Regions from separate parts of the Danio rerio genome. Here region 2 is linked to region 1. A link is a contact called in public HiChIP or PLAC-seq data. All regions are on one chromosome and are shown on one strand. Each heading gives the region's core, a stretch centred on a gene start, on an enhancer-like site or on the middle of the called end of the contact. The rest is flanking DNA. Distances are from core to core; before and after follow the strand shown. Region 1 holds the start of c5 (complement component 5). Region 2 holds the start of surf4l (surfeit 4, like).

Region 1 (3,579 bases), core at 752-3,251:
TTTTTCCTCTCCCCCCAGATGAGTTCCACCTGTGCGACACTGTCACCGCTGCCGCCCTGTCCACAGCCAGCCGCATGCGCTGCGTTATCTGCCACCGTGGCTTCAACTCCCGCAGCAACCTGCGCTCCCACATGCGCATACACACCCTGGACAAGCCATTTGTCTGCCGCTTCTGCAACCGCCGCTTCAGCCAGTCCTCCACCCTCCGTAACCATGTGCGTCTCCACACAGGCGAGCGCCCCTATAAATGCCACGTCTGCCAAAGCGCTTATTCACAGTTGGCAGGGCTGCGGGCGCACCAGAAGAGCGCCAGGCACCGGCCGGCCAACACAGGGGCTGTAGTGGGGCTTCAGGCTCACTCGCCTCCACCTCCTCAGCTGGCACAGGTTCCACACCCAGCCTCCCTGGTGCATCACATACCCACCATGGTGCTATGAGAAACAATGCACTCGAGATGTTAGCAGTCCCACCGTTTGGCTGTTCGTCAAAAGCACAAGTGTGTCAGTGCCGAGCCGGCTCTGAATACTCTCACCTTACGTGGATACTCTGCAGTTCCCAAAGGTGAAAAAGTGAACAGACATGACAAACAACGCCTGCAGAACTCAGCACTGAAGTAAAGACGATGGCCATGGAAGGGCTGTTTCTTGTTGAACTACATGCACTGTCGGCTCTGTGTGGCAGATATCTGCCTCATAACAATGTGATCAAACAAAGTCACTTAAGATGATCAGTAGTCAGTGCATCTTTTACTCACATTTGCATGCAGTAGTATTGTTTTGTCCCATTCCCTCTAAACCACACCACGTTATTTGCTTTAGCCTCTCTACTGAATGGATCCATTGGGATCAAGCACCACTTAGTGACCGATTTGCGTCACTGCAGGCCAATCAGAGCATGTTTATTGTCCAATGAACGATATGAAGTATGTAAAGGAATGTACATAGGATTTGAACTTTTACGTCCAAAAACATGGAATAGTCACTTTATCTGTGTATGTATGTAAAGCTTAAAGTATTATTACAAAATTTGGTTCTATTATATTATGTATACTATGTTTGCTTATATAAAATTATTTGGGTATTCACTTGTATGCTCAATAAAGAATTAACAAAGATCATGTTTTTGTCATTTTGTAATTATTCATCTTGCTCGAACTTGAACAAAATAATAACGGCTAAACCTTTTACATTCATTCATTTATTCATTTTATTCAGCCACAGCGGAATGAACCGTAAACATATCCAGCTAATGTTTTACGCAGTGGATGTCCTTCCAGCCGCAACACTGGAAAACATCCACACACTCACATACACTACGGCCAATTTAGCTCACCTATACCGCATGTCTTTGTACTCTGGGGGAAACCGGAGCACCCGGTGGAAACACGAACAAGGGGAGAACATGCAAACTCCACACATAAATGCCAACTGACCCAGCCGAGGCTCTAACCAGCGACCTTCTTGCTGTTAGGCGATTGTGCTATACCCACTTCTGTCCCTAAACCTTTTATATAATTACTCTAAACACAAATGTTGTGTCTCACTTCAGTGATTGTCTTTAAGAACTCACAGCAAGTATATTCAACGTGATATGAATTGGTTTCTGGTTGTTTAAACGCAGAGTATACAAAGACAAAAGTCAAACCAATGTCCAAAAGTTGCCAGAATTGCACAACAATAACAAACAGCTCCTTTTTTATTTGTAAGTGGATCTATACATGCTTACTTTCATTTGAACGTGCATAATGACTGAATAATTGTACAATGATGACAAGAACATTGCGCAATCAAACGTTAAATTGTCATTCTGGACCAAAACCGAATTAAAAATTAATTGTCCTCATTATTTTTGGATAATATCTGCAGATAAATCTAAACCTCAGGAAATGACATTCTTGGACCTCTTTCAAGACAGTTGAGCTAATAAGTAACTTAAAACAAGCACAGATAAGCCTATTGATTCGGTTTACTGAAACTGACCGAATTCCCGACCTCTGTTTTATTCCCATGAAGCAAACAGTCTATAATGGCACGATTATTATTGTTCTGCATATTTAATCTGTTTGTCTGCTTCACCGTTCAGGAAAATGTGTAAGTAACAATTTACATCATTTAAATTCTTCTTTGAGTGATGAAATGTGTTATCAAAAAGCTGGAGGGGGGAAGCAATGTTTATCAAACATAAAAGTAGGTTATATGTGAATTAAAATGACATTTTAAGAAACATTTTATATGTCACATAAGCTAAATGTCTTGTTTTCTAGATACCTAATTACTGCACCTAAAGTCCTGCGGCTCGATGCCTCAGAAACTGTTGTCGTGCAGTTGTTTGGTTTTGATCAGGAAACTACAGTTCATCTGCACCTGAAGAACACGTTAGCAGTAGGCAATAAAGAATATGACTATCAATCCCTGAAGCTCAACGCCGCGAATAACTATCAAGCTTCAGCGACTTTACGGGTAAATTCTGCACATTTAATGGTGTTGACTTGTATATAAAACTCTTTTTAAAATATCTTATAAGGAATGGCTCTTCTTCCATTTTCCTTTTCACAGATATTAGCAAAAGATTTTCCCAAAGAGGACACATCTGTCTACCTTCAGACGATTTCTTCTGCTTTCACTGATAATGTTAAAATCCCGGTCACTACAGTCAATGGTTTTCTCTTTATCCAGACTGACAAACCGCTTTATACACCCGAACAAGAAGGTCAGTACCATAATATCATGTGCATATGGGTTGTGTTGACATGGCAAAACGTAAAATACTTACGTTTTCTCGTGAGATCAGGCTTGACACAACGTTGCATTTTCACTATCACACATGACAAAAGTGAATATAGCCTAATTAATATTATCATCTAAAGTCAATTGTTAAACATTTCTTTGTCTTTCATGGACCTCTTGTTATAAAACTGTGTTGGTATCACACATCCGCCATTTGGTGTGTCTGTCTCAAGCATAGTGTAAATTGCAACTCTTATAAATCGTAAAATCATTAATAAATAGACTACACCAGGCCTAATTTTTATGAAAAGTTATTTTATTAGTAGCCTAAATGGAAATTATTATTTAATCCATATAGAACACAGAGACGTTTTACATATTGTCTGAAAACCATGTCTTCTGGAATGACACTGCATGTTAATTTTAAATGGTGCAATTCCACGGAAACCTTTAATTAGCTAGTTGTAGGACTCCATTCAGGATCATGTGACTGAAGACCCATGACATGTTACGTTTTTGACTCAGAACTAGGGGCCGCTTAGGGCCACATGAATTCTGGAGGCCCCCAATAAATATGTAGAGATATAAACTCTAGAAGTATATCTAGATAGAAATAAATGAATTGAAATAGAAGTAAATAAATAAAATGAAAAGAAATAAATTAAACGAATAAATAGAAGTAAACAATAAACTATATATACCATTGTTTTCATTATTTAATATAAAACAAATATTATATTATTATTATATTAATGTAATGTAATGTAATAATAATATTTAAATATTATATCTGAACAAATTTGTAAAAATCACCTCAAAATTTGGGTTTGTTTTCTTTAGTACAAGTGCGTGT
Region 2 (3,579 bases), core at 751-3,250, 150 kb before region 1:
TAACCATTAACTTCCATTGTAAAAAAAAAAAATACTATGGAAGTCGGGTGACATGGTGGCTCAGTGGTTTGCACTGTCGCCTCACAGAAAGAAGGTCGCAGGTTTGAGTCCCGGCTGGGTCAGTTGGCATTTCTGCACTGCAAATGTTTTTCTTACTTCGATTTTTTGTCTTGTTTCCAGTCCAAATATTTAAAAATTAATGAAGCATTTTCTAGGTAAGCGAAACATAATGTCTTGTTTTTGAGAAATAATATGCCAATATTAAGTGAGTTTTTCCTTAAATCAAGCTAAATAAGCAAACTTTTTCCTTTTGAAGTAAGATTATTTTGCTCACCCCATTGGCAGATTACTTTGCTTGTTTGAAGGAAAAACTCACTTCATTTTGGCATATTATTTCTTAAAACAAGACAATATGTTTTGCTTTTGTAGAAAAATCTTTTTTTTCGCAGTGTGTGTGGAGTTTGCATGTTCTCCCCAAGTTTCCTCCAGGTGCTCTAGTTTACCCTTTCAGTCCAAATAGCATTTTTAGTATTTAAAGCACTGAAGTTGTTTCAAGCTTTTAAGAGTTTCTTGTTTTCTTCTGTTCAACAGAAAAGGATATATTTGAAAAATGTTGGAAACTGGTAATCACTAATTTCCATAATAGAAAATAACTAATATTATGGAAGTCAGTGGCTTCTGGGTTTACAACATTTTTCAAAATGTCGTATTTTCTGTTTGACTTAAAAATAAAAAAAAACTCTAACTGGTTTGGAACAAGTGGAGGTTGAGTAAAAGATGACAGAACTTCCTTTTGGGAGAACTTTATTAAGTGCAGTGGGGGAAATAAGTATTCAACATGTCACCATTCTTCTCAGAAAGCATATTTTTGAAGGTGCTGTTGCATTGAAATACTCCCTAGATGTTAGCAACAACCAATAAAATCCACATATGCAAAAAAAGGAATATTATTAGTTTACAAACAAGTACTGAACATGTCACCATTTTTTAAAGCATTTATAAAGGTGCTGTTGACTTGACATTTTTACCGAATGTTGGTAACAACACAAGAAATCCATATATGGAAAGAAAACAAAACTAATTAGATTATGTGTAATAAAATGAAATGGTAGTGAAAAAATATTGAACGCATGAAGAAAGGAAGGTATAAAAAGGCAGTGAAAGCAGCTTAAATCTCTCAGAAGTTCTTCAGCAACCCTCTGCCCTTCATCATTGTACATTTAATATTTGCTGCTTCAGTCCAACATCTATGTTACAGGATGATTATAAAACCTGAGCGTTAGACATTTTATCTAGACAATGATCCAAAACACAGCCAAGCAAACTCTCAAATCCTTTCAGAGAAAGAAAATCAAGCTGTAGAATGGCCCAGCCAATCACCTAACTTGAATCCAATGGAAAGTAAAGATCAGATTTGATAGACGAGACCCAACAATCAAGATTTGCACACATGAGCAATGCATCTGACTTCTCCATCACCAAAAAGCGTTTTGTATAAAGTATTAACTACGTTTCAATATTTCAGTACATTATTCTTGTGTTATTACATTGCTGTTACACATAACTATTTTTCTCAGTTTTTTTTTTTTTTTTTGTTATATATTTTGTTTGTATTGTTCAGGTTTTTACCAAAATCTGGTTCACTTCCCATATCAACAGCTCCTTTAGAATATTTTTCTCAGCATAAAAAAACATGAAGTGTTCAATACTTTTTCCACCACTGTAATGGGCAACTCATTCACTCATCATCAACTTTCAATTTCTGAATACTTGTTGACAACCTAGGGGCTACAGTTATTTATATTTATGTTTATCTGTGTATTCAGACTTGTACATAATGCAGTCTATCTAATGTATGTCATGATGAGTCATGTGTGACAGACTGAAAGTGAACTGAGACGTCACAGTTTGAGCTCTCCATATATTCTGGCTGCATCAGTACACGTGGCATGCAGAGGCGTGTGTGTCCTACAGGGGGCGACAGGACGAGCAGCAGGGCATTATGGGGCGGAGATGGCATTCTAGTACACACATAGAGACGACGGCAAAGCAAGGCTAGTACGAGACCTGTAACACACCTGCGAGCGAAAAAGGACACCTATAAACGGCCCACGAATCACAAAAAGTGTCCTGCAGACGAGGACTTTGCTCTTGTATTTCGGTGTCATGGCTCCAAATGATTTGATGAGCAACGCGGAGGACGTGGCGGATCAGGTGAGAGAACTGAAGGCCCCGGTAGCCAACTTAACGTTACTCTTAAATCACGGAGAATAACGTTACACTGCTCCGCTAAACAAACACACATCAAGTTCGGTAAAGCCTGCGTTTATACAGCGAGTCAGCTGTGCTTGGCTGCAGTTCGCATTTATTAGCGAACTTCTAGTCTTGTGACTCTGAAGTGAAGTTAGTGTTCTCGAGATCTATGATTATTCTTGATTGTCGACCATATGTGTTGATATTATATTGAATGTGTATTAAGGGTTTAGTTAAACCTGCTTTTGAGTACTGATAAGCAGTTGCAAATGTATGTAACGTTAAATTATTGACGTTGAATGTAACGTTACTGTATTTGTGAGATTTCAAAACGTTCAAATGTCACGTTATCTTTAATCTAAATGATCTGCAGCCAAAGTAGACCCACCATGTTACTGTAGTAAGCATACAATGACTGATTAGAAAAATATGTTCATCAAATGCACAAATGACAGCGTTTGTTTATGATTATGTTGCAAATATATGCTTATTTTAGGTGATTATTAGATTACTTGTTTTAGTGTTGAGCAATAACTGCTCATTTTGGGCTTAAAAAAGGGACAATTCTGTCATTCTCACCATTTACTTGTCCTAAACCGTTGAGTTTCTAGGGTGAGTAAATTTTGGGTGATCTGCCCCTTTAATTACAGACAACTTAATACGTATGCCATTATTGTATGGTTGTTGTCTGTGTTTTTAGCTCTTTACAAAGCTCTTAATGTCCTGTTAGTTTAATATACTCATTGCTATACGCTTTAACCGTCCAGAAACGGTAATATTCATAATTTAAATGTAGTTTAAGCACATAGCTACTGAGTTAATATTAACCCCCCTTGTTTTCACCCAACGCAGTCGTTCTACATGTATTAAAACTGTAACTGAAGGCAAACATGAAGTCTGCAGAATTCCTGTGCTGCTTGGAAACATGACAAACACCCTGCAGGCGCACAGACTGCGAGTAAAGTGTTGACACACAGGCAGACATTGGCCCTCATATCTCTTCCCATTCATTTAGTTCTGCCTGGTACTTGTTGAACGCTGATTGGCTCGTTTTCCGCTTAGTGCTGATGTGGATCGTTTGTGGGCGGGGCTTAGCAGAGGCTTAGCCATTGAGAATAGAGGCTGCGTTATTACAGATTATGAAACCCTGCCATGTATTGACAATGTATATAATTTTACTAACTCTATAATATGCGAACGTTTCATCTTACAACGTAGTTATTTAAAAGCATATTATTATCCACTTTGAGAACAAGGAGACTGAGATATTAATTTAGTCTTATCTGTATTCAAATGAGATGCCTAATGTTATTCGAATGTAATATA

The links. HiChIP or PLAC-seq counts read pairs in DNA pulled down with a chosen protein or histone mark.
Region 2: an H3K4me3 HiChIP or PLAC-seq map of gastrula embryo shows a contact between it and region 1, with 4 times the contacts expected there. The contact joins the promoter of surf4l here to the promoter of c5 in region 1. A contact is called at or near these places in 1 of 18 Hi-C or Micro-C datasets (caudal fin) and 2 of 4 datasets of contacts at active chromatin or transcription factors (embryo and gastrula embryo).

What each region holds. Positions count from the first base shown.
Region 1 is chr5:69,439,979-69,443,557 of GRCz12tu, reverse strand. It overlaps c5 (complement component 5), which reads left to right and starts at 2,001. Exons shown (of 42, transcript XM_001919191.10): 1 at 2,001-2,090; 2 at 2,264-2,459; 3 at 2,556-2,709; 4 at 3,567-3,579. The coding sequence starts at 2,026. It overlaps prdm12b (PR domain containing 12b), which reads left to right. Exons shown (of 5, transcript NM_001007457.2): 5 at 19-1,112. The coding sequence ends at 437.
Region 2 is chr5:69,587,150-69,590,728 of GRCz12tu, reverse strand. surf4l (surfeit 4, like) reads left to right here and starts at 2,000. Exons shown (of 6, transcript NM_001002470.2): 1 at 2,000-2,214. The coding sequence starts at 2,167. It also overlaps a transcript of ciz1b not described here.